2 separate regions of the Columba livia genome follow, and region 2 is linked to region 1. The links are chromatin contacts, called in public Hi-C maps. All regions are on one chromosome and are shown on one strand. The core of a region is the stretch at or near the end of the contact, and the rest is flanking DNA. Distances in the headings are between cores, read along the strand shown. Region 1 overlaps PDE3B (phosphodiesterase 3B). Region 2 holds the start of PDE3B (phosphodiesterase 3B).

Region 1 (7,808 bases), core at 2,129-4,628:
GAGGCAAAGGCCTTGATTGTTGAATATTAACCCATGAACTACCAAAACATAAGGATGGCACTTTTGCAATGCACATGTTGTCAGCAATATGAGAAACATTTGTTTAAAAAAGAACAAAAGGTAACAGTAATAAAGATCTTCTCTAATTTAGCTTAAAGTTCAAACAGCAATAGGAACAAGCAATACTAATTTTTACAAAGAAAAAGAAAAAAGCATCCATCTGAGAAGCTTACAGTCTAAATAAACTCAAAACAGATGAGAAATGGGAGAAGACAGTCAATGAAAACTGGCAGAGGTTCAGGGTTTTTTGTTTTCTTTTTAATGATTTTTCTGTCTAAAAGTTGTGTTTTCTATCATGGTGCAGCCAGTGCTTCCGGGGCCTGTCACAGATGTGTCTTTCAGAAACAAGTTGATGCCATGGATAGTGGAGTTCTTTTGGATTTTCTTTGCACGAGTGCCATTTGGTTAAAGTCATGTTGGAGGAGTATTTTAAACTTCTACAGGTTTGACTGCAATAAAAGCCTATGGGTTTTACTTTCCTCAAGTTACAAACCACCAAAATTATTGCAAAAGTACACTACGCACTTTTAGATTTCTTTTAAAAACACTGTAATGCTCGACTAACTATATTTGGCTAGATATCCGTGTAATGATATTTTCAAAATAATTTAACTTACAAAACAGAAAATCATATTATCTTAGCTACTCAATAATTCCTTGTGTTTGTGCAAAGTTATACTAAGGACCATATTAATACTTCAGTAGAGATTTAAAATACACAGCTACCAAAAAAAAAGTTTCAGAGCTTAGAAATCTAAAAATCTATTTTAAAACTGGAATATAATATACGTCTCATACCCCAAGCTGAAATGCGCACATCTAAGGCCGTTCACAGTGTTAAGATTTGTAACACTGCGGTTTGATTGCCTAAGCTAGGTCAGTGGGAAGTTTTAGTTTCAATTATGATACTGTTCAGGAGATTCACTGTGCGCATTAATGTTTGTTAAGAAAAGAAAACTTGCCCTCTTTGACACCACCCATTCATGTTCCATGCTCCAAAATCTTGAGAGAAAAACGGTACAAAAGTGAGTTGCTACTTCTGACTGAGTCTTTCATTGATCAAATCTAAAAGATTCCTAGTTGCTAGTAGCATCTGTTTGACACCATTAGGCATTAGCTCCGTAAATAAATATTTCCATAGCAACCAAGCATAGAATTAGCCAAACAATGAAACCAACACCATAGCAACTTGATTCAGAAATCAACTCTCTAAAAAATCACTTCATTCAAAAGTGAAATTCTACAACCAGATGAAAAACTGATTTATTGTAAAATATGAAAAACGTTACATACTCATTTCTTTTCATGACTGCCTTTCAATCAAGACTTATGCTAGATTCATTGTTTCCGCTTCTAAATCGGTCTTCCGTAGCAACTTACAATCAATTAGCTTTTTAAACCCATGTAATTTAATGATACAAAAACAAACACAGCAGTATGCAAACCTGGAAGTCTTGTTTTATTTATTTGGATTTTTTCCCTCTCTATATAGAAAAGGTAGTTTTTGAAAAACAGTATGTTTTTAAGCAGTTAAACTGGATTCAAGATGAGACTAAAGGTGAAGCAACCAAAGAATTAGTCTCAAAGTAGGGGTGGCATTATCTAGATAACACAGACAACATTCTGTTGTGAAACCTTGCAGGCTAAACCAACAGCCACTTGAGCAGATTATTGAAATCAAGACAAAATACAGCACTTGGAATAGCATTCAATATTATACTTAAGGCATTTAGAGTCATGATAATATTTCTACATCCACTAAACCTTCCCATGAATATAAATGGGACAGGAAAAAACTAGAATATTTTTGGAATCCTAACACTTATCACTTCCTGACTCTATACATTACTTATCCACGGCTGTAAAATGGTAAATAAGTTGTGAAGTCTGCAGATAGCCACAATCTTTGAACAGAAGCTGAGTGTGCTTTCATGGTTCTGAGGTTTGGATACACATACTGAAGGAATAAGTCAGATCCCCTATCCTAGACTCTGCCATTGATTCTACTAAGCTCTTTCATAAAAGGTGCTGTCTTCACTTTTTAAGAAGTCTAAAGTCTTCCTTCAGTGGAAAAAGACTCACTTCTACTCACTTGCTTTAGTAAATTCTACTATGAGCATTGAAGAGTATCTGCAACATATTTGGCTGGACACATAAGAACAACACTGGAACATACAGGTGTCTGGTCAGCATAATATTTTCACCAGACTCCACAGTATGCTCATCTTCCCTGCAAATACAATTGGACAACACCTGCAGCTGAGTAAACTTTAACAAGTCTCTTTATAGTCTTCACCTGTTCAGTTACAGTTTCCAGTAACTTCGTTGTCAGCACAGATAGAAAAACAGAGCAAAAATGCTCCACTGTTACGCTAAAGTTTCAAAAAAGCCTTCAGCAGGCATATTAATCTTCCTCCTGCAAGCAGAAAAGTATTTTTTTATTTGGTTGGGTTTTTGCTTTACTTCTGCTTTTGTAGCCAGGAGTATCAGCAGGTCAGCTTCTACTTTGTCTGCTGTAGAGAGTTTTCAGTTTTCTTCTTGCTTGCTATGTTTGCTCCGATCTACCTTTTAATATTTATTAACATCTTCAAATTATTCAAATGGGTTCTAAAAGGTGTTTTTGTCTGTTAAGGGAAAGTAGGGGATTTTTTTCTTCTTATGCAGGTAATGAAAAAAAAAACTGGCTAAAACCACACTTAGGTCATTTCCTGTTCCTTCTAGGTTTTGTCAGACTTATGTGTCAGAGTAAAGGCCAACCAGTAATTTATGGCAACTGGGGGAGGGAGGGCAGAGGAAAAAAAACCTGCCATGTGCAGATCCTTTAATTGCCCATTATAAGCATTTTCCTTTAGAGCATGTGGTTGTAATCACCATCAAAGGAAAGAAAGAGTGCTAGGTGGATTACTGCTCTGATCCAATACAGTTGCTTCGGTATCCCAGCTCTCTGTGCTACTTCTACTGTCATCCAAAACCTAAAACCATTTTTAAATGTTGTGTCTATTTCACAAAAAGCAAAATTCAGAAATTGCTCCCAAAACATCCTTTTCACATTCACCTATTGGCATTATTTTACAATTATTTATAGTAAAAGCATTTCCTTTGGTGTTGACACACTGTTAATCTTTGGTGCTGGAACAGATGGAGAGAGCAAGCTTAAATTTTATCTTTCTGCAATAGAAGGATGAGCTGAAGCATTTTACTGTAGGCTGATATATTCTTAAAGCAGTAACTAAACCCACTTACTAGAGATGAAACAATTTTCCCTTCTATTGATTTAGATTGCTTCTCTCTCCCCACGTCTCCCTCTGAAACGAGCAGCACAAAATTAAACTGTACAACTCAGCCAAAATTAATATGAATGCAAGAATGGTTCATATCAAGTGAATTAGACCAAATGATCATCTAGTCCAGTATCTTGCCACTGACAACAGCAGCCACTTCAAGATAAGAATATTCTTAAGCAAACAGTGCTAGTTCTCAGAATATTCTTTCAGCCTCAGCAACACAGCTCAAGAAAACCATATATTGTATGTCGTATATTACAAAGGTCAATAGATTTTTCACCTTTGCATTTCTCTGATCATCTTCTCATAATCCATGTAAACTTATTACAGATCGAATATCATATACAAAGGCAGTTCACAAATTAAATAGAGATTATGCAAAGTTCCCTTTCATTCTGAATCTGTCAGCACCAAATTCATACAGTGAGGAAGTAAACAATCAGCAACACTGTCATGCAGTCTACTCACTGAACAGTTTTTCAAAAGCTTATAGTGGTTCTCCAGCTAACTTCAGTCACAAGACACAGTTTTTTTCAGACTACGAGGCCATACTTTCAAATCCCCCGGGATAGTTCCTTCAGAGACACAGCACCTTCAGCATAACAAAACCTCCAATTCACTAAACATGGCCATTTTTCATTTGATTGCCTTAAGGATTTTTATTTACAAAATAACCACAAGGAACAAGCTTTACACAAGTCAGTGTTGTTTTCTTTCAATAACTTATCCAATCAAGAAAGATAATGACTGAAGTTAGGGAAGTAAGATGAAAGAAAATGGTCAAGAAGCCAAAGAAGACATAATGTCATAAAGGAAAGCAAATATTGCTGCAGTGCTGTTGTTGGAAGTTATACATGGGGATTGAACTGCCTCAATTCTCAGTTGCTCAAGCTAGAGAATTAAAAGCAATAATTTAAAAACAGATGAGAGAGTATAGTTATGAGCCTGATTACAAGAGCAATTGTGTTAGTGAAAGTTAAATCAGTATTAAATAATAAAAATATCTTAATGGACAAGTTTCTGGTTGAAGTGCCAGGAAATACAAGATGAGATCTCTTGGGGGAAAAAATATTGGAACTCTGAAGAATGTATTACAGATTGCTGTCAGAAACAGAGAAGAAAAAGGGAATGCAAATTGCTCCATTCTACAGAAAGTGCCAATTTACTTTCCTCTTCTGTATTCACGTTAAGTAGTACTTTAGTTGGCAGTTTCATAAGCAGCTGAGAAAAACCTCAAATGGCAGCAGATTTGAAAGAACACAGAATTTTTTTCCCCATGTAGTAATGTTGTGATGCTGTTCTAAACAAAAGAACAATGATGCCTTCCCACTTGCTGTCCATTAGATGATAACTACATTAAATAAAACTACATGGGGAGATTCACTTTGTCCCCCAAATGGCAAGTCTTGCCTAGACAGCTGTGCAAAGCAAACAGAGGAATCTCCACTAGCAGTACGGGGAGAGCCATGTGCACCATTCCACTTGTCTTATGATAAACTCATCTGTCTAGGAAAAGAGTCCGCAGTCAGATGCCTCTGGCCGTTGTTACCAGTTACTAATCTTGTGAAAAATTTCTCTATGAAAAGACTGAGGGATGAACAAGCTCAGATTTCAGTTAAAAGAAGGAAAAAGAAACCCCAGCACCCTAAAACTATAGAAGTTGTTGTGAAGTGCTATGTTTTTTATAACATTTAAAAGCACATCCTCCTGAAATTGATTCACTTGATGTAGACATCAGGTGAATTTCACAATCAGCTAATATGCCAGCTAAAGGTACACTTCCAGGAAAGAAAAATCATCTTTGTCCCACAATCAGTATCTCTAAAACTACAGAATCTTTTTTTAATCGTCGTTTTCATTAATTATGTTCCATTCCGCTGTTCAAACTATCACAGGACTCTCCCACACTTGAAGACATAACTGTATAACCTACTATACACAAAGGTAATGGAAAATCATATCCAAAGGCCCATTTTCACTCTAATGTTTTGACTTACTCTCAAAGCCACTTTGCTACCATGTTCACAGAGCACAAGTTACAGTTACATACAACATTCTTATTGCAAAGTTTTCTGAACATAGGTGTAAGAAATAATAGCATTAAAGATATTTGTAAAAAATAGTGAAGATGGCTTCTTCCTTATTCTATGTAACTTACTGACTTCTGTTTCTATAATAGGTTTTCCTATTATTTTGATGAGTGATACTCCCCCACCCCCCAAAAAAAAAAAAATCAAACCTTGTCATATATCAGGTTGAATTGATCTTAAAAATACCCAGACAACACAATTTTTTTTTTCTTCCATTTTGATAGCATGACTCCAATGGAGATACTAACACAAAAGAAGGAGGTCAAGATGAGTCGGGTTTCTTCTAGTGACTGTGTGATAATAAGAATAGCTCACCAGCCTTCTCTATACAAGCAGAAAAGTATTGGGATGTTATTCCAAACTGCAAGACATTTTTAGCAAAATCATCACAATAGTGAAAATTACACAAATGCCTACAGAGTACAACATCGGCAGTGAGAATATAATTTGTCATTTGGGACAAGTATTATTTACAATAAAGTTGCTGTGTAGCATGCCCAATAAATCCATCAAATATTATAAAAGCATGCAAAATAACTTTTCCTTGGGGAACACCATTATTTTTTTTTCATTTCTCAGGCTTTTTCTAATAGCTTTTAATGTGTCTGCTATTAAGTCTCTTTCAGACTATGTTTTTGAAATAGCAATTAATGAGACGAACCTAAAAAAAGTCTACACATCTGTGACTACTTCTGTCCTTATCAACAAATTCAACTCTTGACTACCATCTCATAGAACGTGCATATGTTTTGATATTTTTTTTAAGCAGAAAAGGCTAGACTTTAAAATTAACACTAACCGTAGAAAAACTATGGGATACCAAGATTCCCAGCAATATCTGGCTAGAAAAATATTCTCCCAATAAGGCAAGAAGAAAAGCTTTTACAACACCTATCAGACCACTGTAATTGGCTATTCAATTTTAAAAAGCCCTCATAATTGTTACAAAAATGGCAGAGTTAAATAGTTGTGGGGGTTTTCTTTGTTTTGTGGGGGGTTTTTTGTTTGGTTTGGTTTGGTTTTTCTTACTATACGCTATACACTTTACGCTTTAAAAATAAAGGGTTTTTCCACTACAGTAATTGTAGATTTCATTCTAAAATTAATATGTATAACAAATACCTTCTACAGCATTTAATTACAGTGTTTACACTGAAATTAAGCAATTAGATTTTTTTCTCTATTTGAGCATTTTTTATGTATTAGTTAACTTATGACATTCAAAATGTATATAATAATCAAATAACCTTGTAAAGCATATACAAACTAAACTAGGAGATAAAGTGGCCAAAATAAATAATCAAATATTTAATCATGACTGATCCAATACATGAAAGATAAGATTTTATTATAGTAGCCTTAAAAGGAGTAAAATCTGTACAACATGGCATAACCAATCACCAGTTCTGTCTTGTAGCACAATACTAGAAACTACCAGCTATAACATCAGCTTTTAAAGTGTTCCAGAGGAATGGGGGAAACTGTCAGAAGAAATGGATCATTTAGGGGAGGGGTCGGCAAGGGGAAGAAACCCTATGAAATTAACTTATAGATGCACCAATTAAACAAAGAAAACACAGACACACCCCCAAACTTTTACATGGTCTCCCATTAATGCTCCTGAAGAAATCACATTTACATGGGAAGAAAGGGATTGCTCTCCTCCGGATTCGCCATTTATTAAAACACAGAAAGTAAAGAGTAAAAGCTGAAAGTTCACGACAAGAAAAAGAATTGCCAATAGAGAATTCCTCAAAGATTCAAGCTAGGATCTATCTTAATCAACCCACTCAAAATGAACTGAAAAGGCAATAGAAGACAGAGTTTTCAACATGCACTGATGACACAAAATTACTGAGGATAGTTAGAAATAGAGTTGATTGTGACACAGCATCAAAATATCTTAATATAGTACATAGGCAATAAGACATTAATGAAATTCAGTACTACCTAATGAATAAATACCAAGAACAAAAATAATTTCTAACAATTTGTGTAGAAAGGTGGGTTCATAGTAAATCAGTACCAGAAAAGAAATCTTGAAGTCATTTGTGCCAGCCCAATTCTCACAGATGTTAAGTGAAATATTAGAAAGGGATCATCAAACAATACAGAAAAAGGACGGCCACTGCATAAATCGATGCTGCACTCACAATCTGAGTGCCGCATGCAGATACAAAAGTATAGAAGAAATAGAAAAGGAGAGGCTAATAAGATAAATCAAAGATATGGAGCAGCTTCTACTGTGAGGAGCCACACAGAGTGAAATCCCTCAAGTGTGAGGGAAACAGAGGGTTATAACAACGTTGTGTAGCTACCAATGTTATGAAGAAGGTAAATACGGAATGGTTAGTCAGTACTGTTCACAAGCACA
Region 2 (7,808 bases), core at 3,838-6,337, 56 kb after region 1:
GCCTTAATTTCAGTTACATTGCTTCCTTATATGTGTATTTATATATTTTGATAGCAACATTTAAGTTTACTCACATAAAAATTTAAAGATACAATCTATTCAATACTCTTTCCTCTTGGCTAAAACTACATTGCTAGCCATATGTACTGCGGAAAAACCACACACAGTATGAATTTGTAAACTTTGGAGGCTAAAGTAAACATAGATACTCATATAAAAAGAATAAAGGTAATCTAATTTTATCAGCCTTCCAACATTATAGTTGCCATACCTGTTCAAGTACAGAAAGCAATAATCTAAATATTTGCTATAAGGATTGCTCAAATTAGAAAACATTTACAGGATTGTGCTCACAGGCCCTCTTTCCACTTCTGCCCCAGCAAACAGTGATAGCTACATCCAAGTCCAGTGTGCACACACTACTTGTTGCACATACCTGTTCCCTCACTCCCCATGCAGAGACCCCTTGGAATTGTTGGCTTGAGCTTATGAATGGAAAGAGCAGCCAACTCAATAATTTTTTTTTCTCTGATATTTAACAACACAGAGAGTTGGGCTTAATTTCAAATCAACAGGTAACTGAAAACTTAAGGTCAATATTGGCATTCCCTATTTTCCTCAAAGAGTAGCTAAAGTCTACAGAAGAGGAAAATTTTTCACAATAATAATAATCATCCATTCGAATAAACTGCCCAGGGAAGTGGTAGATTCCCCAAGACTGGAAACTTTTAAGATTGAGCTGGACCAGGTGCTGGGCAACCTTATCTAGACTGTGCTTTTGCCAAGATGATCCTTGTGGTGCCTTGCAACCTGGTATTCGATGACTTGATACATCTGCCTTTTTTGTTTTTATATGCCCCTGCTTGCAGAGGTTTGTACAAACCTCTATATACAAGAGGCTCCTTAACAATCATACAAAATACTTCTAATAAAATCACAACAGCAACTTAGCTGTTCATCAAACTATTCCTGTCTTGGTGGACCTGCAGCACATTCTTTGTACTCCACTGAACTTCCCAACAATGCTTATTACACTCACTCATTAATATTGGAAGAGAATCTTTGTATTATTTTACAAAAATCTGCAAAACATGCCATCAGTCTTTAAAGAAAATTCACATAATAAACGCTCTCTGAAAAGCATTAAGTGCACACGTTCCTTCAGTTTCAAGGAAGCAATATAAAAACCTTGTAATGTTTATTCAAATAAAGTCACACATTATGGGCTTACTACCTCCCACTCTCCCACACCCAAATGATGTTTTATCAGCTCTGCATTGTCTGATCTCTCTTCAAGTCTGACGGATCAGAGGATTTAACCTGTGTTATCCTTATAAAGTCACACATAAAATACTGCACCAAACATATATCTATGAATTCCATTAAACTGTGCTTAATAAAGCACAAATATTTATTGTAAAGCATAATAGACTATTAGGAAAACAAAGAACGTCAGATCTCTTTGTTGTTTCTGTTCACTTCCAGTGATAAAAAAGATATCAAATTCTGGAAGTCTACCAGTTACATTTTATTATGAACACGTATGATTTAACTACTGCCAATAAATTCTATGTATTTAGTTATGGTTGACATTTATGATGTTACTTAAAGAATAATAAATGCCTTAACTTGAAATATGCGCATGCCTTTAGGAATTGAGCCGAATATCAAAGGAAGCATTTAGTAACTTGTATAAGAACAAATATCTTCTGTCATCTAGAAAGGTTAATGAAACCACATTTTCTGAGGTTTTTGTACTGCAGACAAATGCGATAGAAAAAGAGAGCATTAACTATTCAGAAGAGAACAGAGAAAGTAAATTATACAATATTCCCTACAAATCATAACTGCTAATAAAATATTTTAATGTTTATTTCATAGTATGCGTAAGATAATTTGAAACTTAGTGAACAAGTTATTTCTGACGCCTGTTGCAGCATCCTTGCATTTTAAGTTTTTATGCAATAACAATTACTGCTGTATTGTTCTATTGTGCAAATTCAGGGAAAGGAACGCTCAAAAACTGCTACACCGTTTCAGATTCACCTCGTATTTCCTCAGGCTTATTTTACAGTCAGTCACAAGAAGTGCATTACAGAATACACGTCAAAGCAAAATTAGAAAATTTCATGTAATATCTATGCATTTCAGAGACAACAGTAGTACACGGGGGATTCTACAGCAACAATCACTTCCCAGAAACTGTTCACTTGCACGTTTATGAAATATAGTCCCCTTAGTCTCCCTCTTGTAACGGGCTGATAACCCACTTGCAGCAGCCTCAGGCCAGTTCCACCAGCAACACAACTCAATGTTCCTACAGTTCACGTGCAAGTTCCCAAATAAAAACAAACTTCCCCACACACAGGGATCTGTGCTACAAAAAAACCACCAAGACTCATTGAAAAGTTTTCCGGGAGGTAGAAACCAACAGAGTTCCATTCAAGAAAACTGAGCGTTTCGGGCATCCCTCCAGACTCTGCTGAACAGCTCTCTCTTCAGTAAAAAGAAGTTTCAAAATCCCATCAACCCAAACCTAATGCTAACTTATGTGGAGCGAGGAAGAGAGGCTGAGAGGGTGAGAGAGAAACAAGAGACGGTAACCTGCAAGGCAGAAAGACAGCTGCCACTCAAACAACGCCAACATTTGATAAATAACATCCTTCAAAACCTGGTATTTCCTTAGCACTTTGGCAATCGCTTGGTCGATAGAAAGCTGTAAGAATCAGAAGTGCCAAGCAGCTAGAAAGTTGTACTTTCTTTCTCTTGTTAATTCTGCCAGAACTGGAGGAGGTGGTGGGCTTTGGAAAAGAAACAAACAAAATAACAAGGTAGCTCACAGCTGAAGATGTGTGTTTTGGGGTTTTGTTTTAACCAATAAGAACTACTTTTTAATATTTAAGATCGTATGAAAAGCGAACGAGCCTTCTATCCTACAGAAAACACATTATAATGATTTAGCTTCTCTGCAGACGTAAAGGATTAAATCGATTCTGCAGAACCGAGTTGAGAAACTCGCTACGGGACTAACATTTTCCTCCATTCCTCTAACTGGAGTTTGACAGCAGACATCCAGCACAGACATACACCGCAGTTCGGAAAAGCGAGTGGCGCTCATTCCTCAGAAAGTTTCTCCCTCCAGTTTCGGAGAAACCTACCTGCTCTCTGGAAATGCAAGGCAACGAGGGTCTCCTAAACATTTTGCAGCTGCCATGGTAGCTGGCCGAAGTTTCCCCTAAGGAAACGCAGCTAGATCTCCTCCTGGGTCTGATCACAGGCACTTTTTCCTCCACGCTGGGGAGCCGAGGGTGGTGATGATGCTGGTAGTGCGCTTCTCGGCTCTGAGCCGAGAAGATGCCGTGCTCCCCGACGCAGAGTGCCAGGAGGCAGCCTGCCACCCCGACCGAGCCGGCCAGCAGCGGTCGGAGGGCTGGGGGCAGCGAGTGAAGGCTGGTGAGCGACGCGAGCCACACCAGGCTGGAGAAGACCAAAACGAGGAGTCTCCGGCGCAACTTCAGCGAGCTCTGCAGCAGGGTCAGCGCTGCCACCGAGCCCAGCACTGTCAGGAGCCTGCCTAGGACCATCTGCGGCTCGGCGGGGTGCTGGGATTCGTCTTCGTGCCCCTCCGCGGGCAGCAGCCACTGCAGCACCACGAAGTCCCCCAAGTAGCAGCACACGGGAAGCGCCAGCAGCCACCAGCGGGTCGTGCCGCCGCCGGGCTCCCCGCGCCTGTCGCCGGTCAGGTAGCAGGTGAGGAAGAAGAAGGCACAGGCGATGCTGAAAAGGGGGCTGAGGCAGCGGGACAGGCACAGCAAGGCGTTCAGCGGCCGGAGGCTCCGCCAGCTGCTCCCGTCCTGCTGGCCCCCGGCGCTGCCCCGGCCGTGAAAGGCCAGGAGCGAGAGGACAAGGGCGGCCAGGGCGCCCAGACTGAGCAGAGCCCGGGAGGAGGACGAGGAGGCGGCGGTCGGGAACAGCAGGAGAGAGAGGAAGCTCTTCGGAGGGTCCTGCCTCAGGGGGGTCGCGCAGCTCTTCACGTAGCCGTTCCGCAGGCTCTCCGGGCTGCTGCCGCCGCCGCCGGGGAGCGCCAGGGGGGCAAACGCCCCGCTCCCGTCCGGGTGCTGGCAGCGCTGCGGGGCTTTGCTGGGTCCGGTGGGGGAGGCGGCCGCGGCGGCTTCTCTCTCTTCCCTCATGGTGGTCGGAGGCGCGGGAGGGGGGAGGACGAGGGAGACGCGCGGGTCGCGCTAGCTCCGGCCCGGCCTCGCCTCCCTCATCTCCTCAAGAGAAAGGCGCCGGGCTGAGCCGCCGCTTCTCCTTGTCGGGCAGCGGCGTCCGCAGCATGGTGGCAAAGACGGGGAAATAAAGAAAAAAAGGTAGAAGTCTCGCTCGCTCGTTCGCTTTCCCCGGACGGATCCAGCGGCAGGGACTCGCTGTCGCCTCCCAGCGCTGACAGGCAGCAGCGGCCGCTGGCGGAGCCCCGGCGGCGGTGGGAGTGAGGCGGGAACGGCCGCCGCCCGCCCGCCCGCCCGCTTTTCCTCACGCCGCTGCACACGGCGCGCGCGGAAACGCCTGCGGCGGCACGCGCCCCGGGAGCGGTTGCAGCGCTAACTGCCACGCGCTAACGGCCGCACGAGGAGCGGGGGCGGGGGGAGGCGCGCCCGTCGCGAGCCACCGGCCGCTTCCCAGCGCCCCGCGGCGACAGGCGGGGCCCGGGCACCCCGAGCGGCGCTCGCCGCGGCCAGCGGAGCGATCCAGCGCGGCCGGGCCCCGGGGAGCCGCGCCGTCCGTGTGTACCACGCAGCTCTTTCTCAAAGCCATGTAGGTCCCGCGCGGCAGCCAGCCGCCCACGCGGGGAGCGTGTGGGGAGCGAGCCGGGCCCGGCGAGCCCGGGCGGGCGGAACCGGCCTCGGCCCCGCGCCGCAGCCGCGGAACGGACAGAAACGCTGAGCTGCTTCAACTTTCCTGGCTTGTCTTTTTGTCTTGAGACACCACGAAAAAGTTGCTAGTACGGGCTTTAAAGCACACAAAGAGTATCGAGGTGTTTTCCCTTTAAGGACCTTTATTTTTTTTTTTTTTAAACACTTGAAAAGTAAGTATGGATTAGAGTATCTTTCTACACATTTTCAGTCTTTGTTAACTAAATTTCAAATTAGACTGCATTGCTCGATTAGGTTTGAGGCTTTGAACAACTAATCCCTTTGGAATTGATCAAAGTAATCATTTTGGACCAGACTTTTTAAAGTGTTGAGGCTGCTGTAAGTGAAAATAGGCACCTAATGGGATTTTGAGTAATGCTTTTGCTCAGTTCATCCTGTTTGTTTGTTTCTGGAAGAGTAACTGTTTAGTACTTTTGAAATTTTAATTTTAACTGTGCATCTTTTCCTTGTTACTTAAATGTCATTTGAGCCATGTTTCCACATAATACTGTACTGCTTTTCTTAAATTGGTTTAGAAATCAGATCAGGTAAGTCGGTGATTGCACTTTTTGCTTGCTTATTGAAACAGGGAATTATTGAAATGACTTGGTGCCATTGCTTGTGATTTGCTGCTTTTGAATACACTGGAGCAGCAGCTGCTTTGGGGAAGCTGATGTAGCAGGAAGTGCTGCTGCAGGACACGGGCCTGAAAGTTCACAATGTGCAGAAATCGTCCAGCATGATTTCTAACGGAAAATACAATACGCAATGATTGTGCATAGGAAGGTGGAAATAAGTAATGATTTGTTTTTCAAGAGGCAGATGAAATTGATGGAATTTTAATACCGTGGTACACCTACACTCTTACCAAAAAAAAGCAAGATAAATTCTCTCCCGGCTTGGTACACTAGGACCAGTATGATGGTAAAAAAATGCGTTAAAAAGTTTTCAAATGAGAAAATGTGAAGTTCCTTTGGGGGTTATATTCTTACATGTATTTCATATATTAATTATGTCAACTGGACCACAATCAAGTGTCTACGTAAATGTTTTCAAGGCTAAGATGTATCTTCCTATTATGCCTATCCTTTATTGTTCAATTCCCTTGAATTCAGCTATAAATAAATGCATTTCAGAAACAATTAGATAGTGTAGTCTTTGTTAAAACATCATATTTGAGTATATGTGTCTGTAACAGTGAGCACTAGAAAGTCCCTAAGGAAGATGACAGAGATAGGGCATCATATGATCCCTGACTGTCACTGTCTGTGGCTTTAGCACTTTCTGAATCAGAAGTGGTATCTTGTTTTTAACTGTTCCCAATAGATTTTTATCTCACAAATTTGCACAATCATATGTTTTTTTTAAGACCACGTAGGCTTTGGGCATCTGCAGGTCCTTGATCAATGCAACTTGACTGTGCATTGTGTCAAATGTGGTTTTGGTTTTTTTTTAAAGTTTCCTATCTGTCTTAGTTTCTCTTCTTCTCATTTTGGTAGAAACAATGAACGGTTGCTCTCTGGTCACCTTTTCTCTTCAACTCATCATTTATTTTTTGAACACTACTATATGCTTTTGGAGATGAGGAGACCAGGAGTTACACACAGTAGTCAAGACACAAGCAGTCCAAATAATGGCTTTCATGTCATTATTCAGTCCTTTCCTTATAATTCTTGCCATTTATTTGGTTTGCTTTATTAGGGAAGTGACAAAACATAAACTGAGCAATGTTGAATGTTGTTTTGTTAAACATTCAACAAACATTGAACACTGTTGTCATAGCATTAACTGCATAGATTCCAGGATCTGTTTTCTGACTGTTAACATCTATATCCACTAGATAGTTTTACAGGTAAGGATAGATTTTTTTCCTGTGTTTATTTTGTGTTTATCTACATTAAGTTTCACCCACCTATGCACTCAGGATTGTAAGGCCTTATGCAGATTCCCTCAGCCAGCTCTATTTTCACTACCCTCAGTAACTTAGTATCAACAATATTTTTCACCACCTTGCTATTTATTTGTTTTCAGATCATAATGAATTAGTTGGCTTTTCTTTCAGTGCTATGTCTGTGCAAAAACACTCTGAAGAAATGTATATACGATTCATTCCAAAATGTAATGGGAATATAGTTGTTCTCCAGTAGCATCTCTCTTGCCTAATACTCTTCCTAGCATATTCCAGGCCCCTGTCCTGAGTAGTTTACAAGCTAATCATGAACAATTTCAGTATAAAGAAAACTTGGTTTGAGTAATTTAGCATCAACTATAAATTATTATAGATGAACGCTAACTAAATCTCTCCTTGTGACAGATTTCTTTTCTAGAATAAAAAATTGCCTTTTCCTTTACTATTTCTTAAAGAAATACAGAATAATATAAAGTGTTTATTTAAATTGGAATGAAGAGATTAATTTCAGGGTAGTGTATTTTTTTTGTCATCTTCCACTTTCTCTAACAAAAGAAAATAGGTAGTTTGGTGATTTTGGTTGATTCTTAAGGTACCATATGATACAATGCCTGCACCTGTGCAACAATGCCTCTTGATACTATGGCCTTGACTCAAGACTATGTCTTGAGTAGCTATTAGGTAAGTTTCTAAATTAAAATTTGACTATAATATTTCAGAATGTTGAGTTATTGTTTTCATTGTCCATTCTCTGTTCGGAAACAGAATAACCAGAAAGAACAGAGAATATAACCATGACTCTCTTCACTCAGGGCTGTAATCTTGGCATCTTCTTTGGCCTGTTTCTTTCCTTTGACCCACACATCCAGAACATGTCTAAATCTTACCACAACCACTTGAATATTTCTAAGTTTTAATCATTCCCTCCTGTTTGCACGGCTCTTTTTTATTTTTTTTTGGTCAATGATGCCTTGGCTATTGCGTGC

The links. Hi-C and Micro-C count contacts between places; a contact is called where the count stands out from the background.
Region 2: a Hi-C map of crop shows a contact between it and region 1, with 2.5 times the contacts expected there. The contact joins the promoter of PDE3B here to the enhancer-like site in region 1. A contact is called at or near these places in 2 of 2 Hi-C or Micro-C datasets (crop and liver).

What each region holds. Positions count from the first base shown.
Region 1 is chr5:56,106,528-56,114,335 of bColLiv1.pat.W.v2, forward strand. All of the region lies in intron 1 of PDE3B (phosphodiesterase 3B), which reads right to left. Among named protein-coding and RNA genes, the nearest start is that of PDE3B, 56 kb to the right of the region's middle. Within about 2 kb of position 3,379, at least 3 of the 3 cell types and tissues checked have an H3K27ac peak away from gene starts, as active enhancers do.
Region 2 is chr5:56,161,297-56,169,104 of bColLiv1.pat.W.v2, forward strand. It overlaps PDE3B (phosphodiesterase 3B), which reads right to left and starts at 5,088. Exons shown (of 15, transcript XM_065065269.1): 1 at 3,159-5,088. The coding sequence starts at 4,190.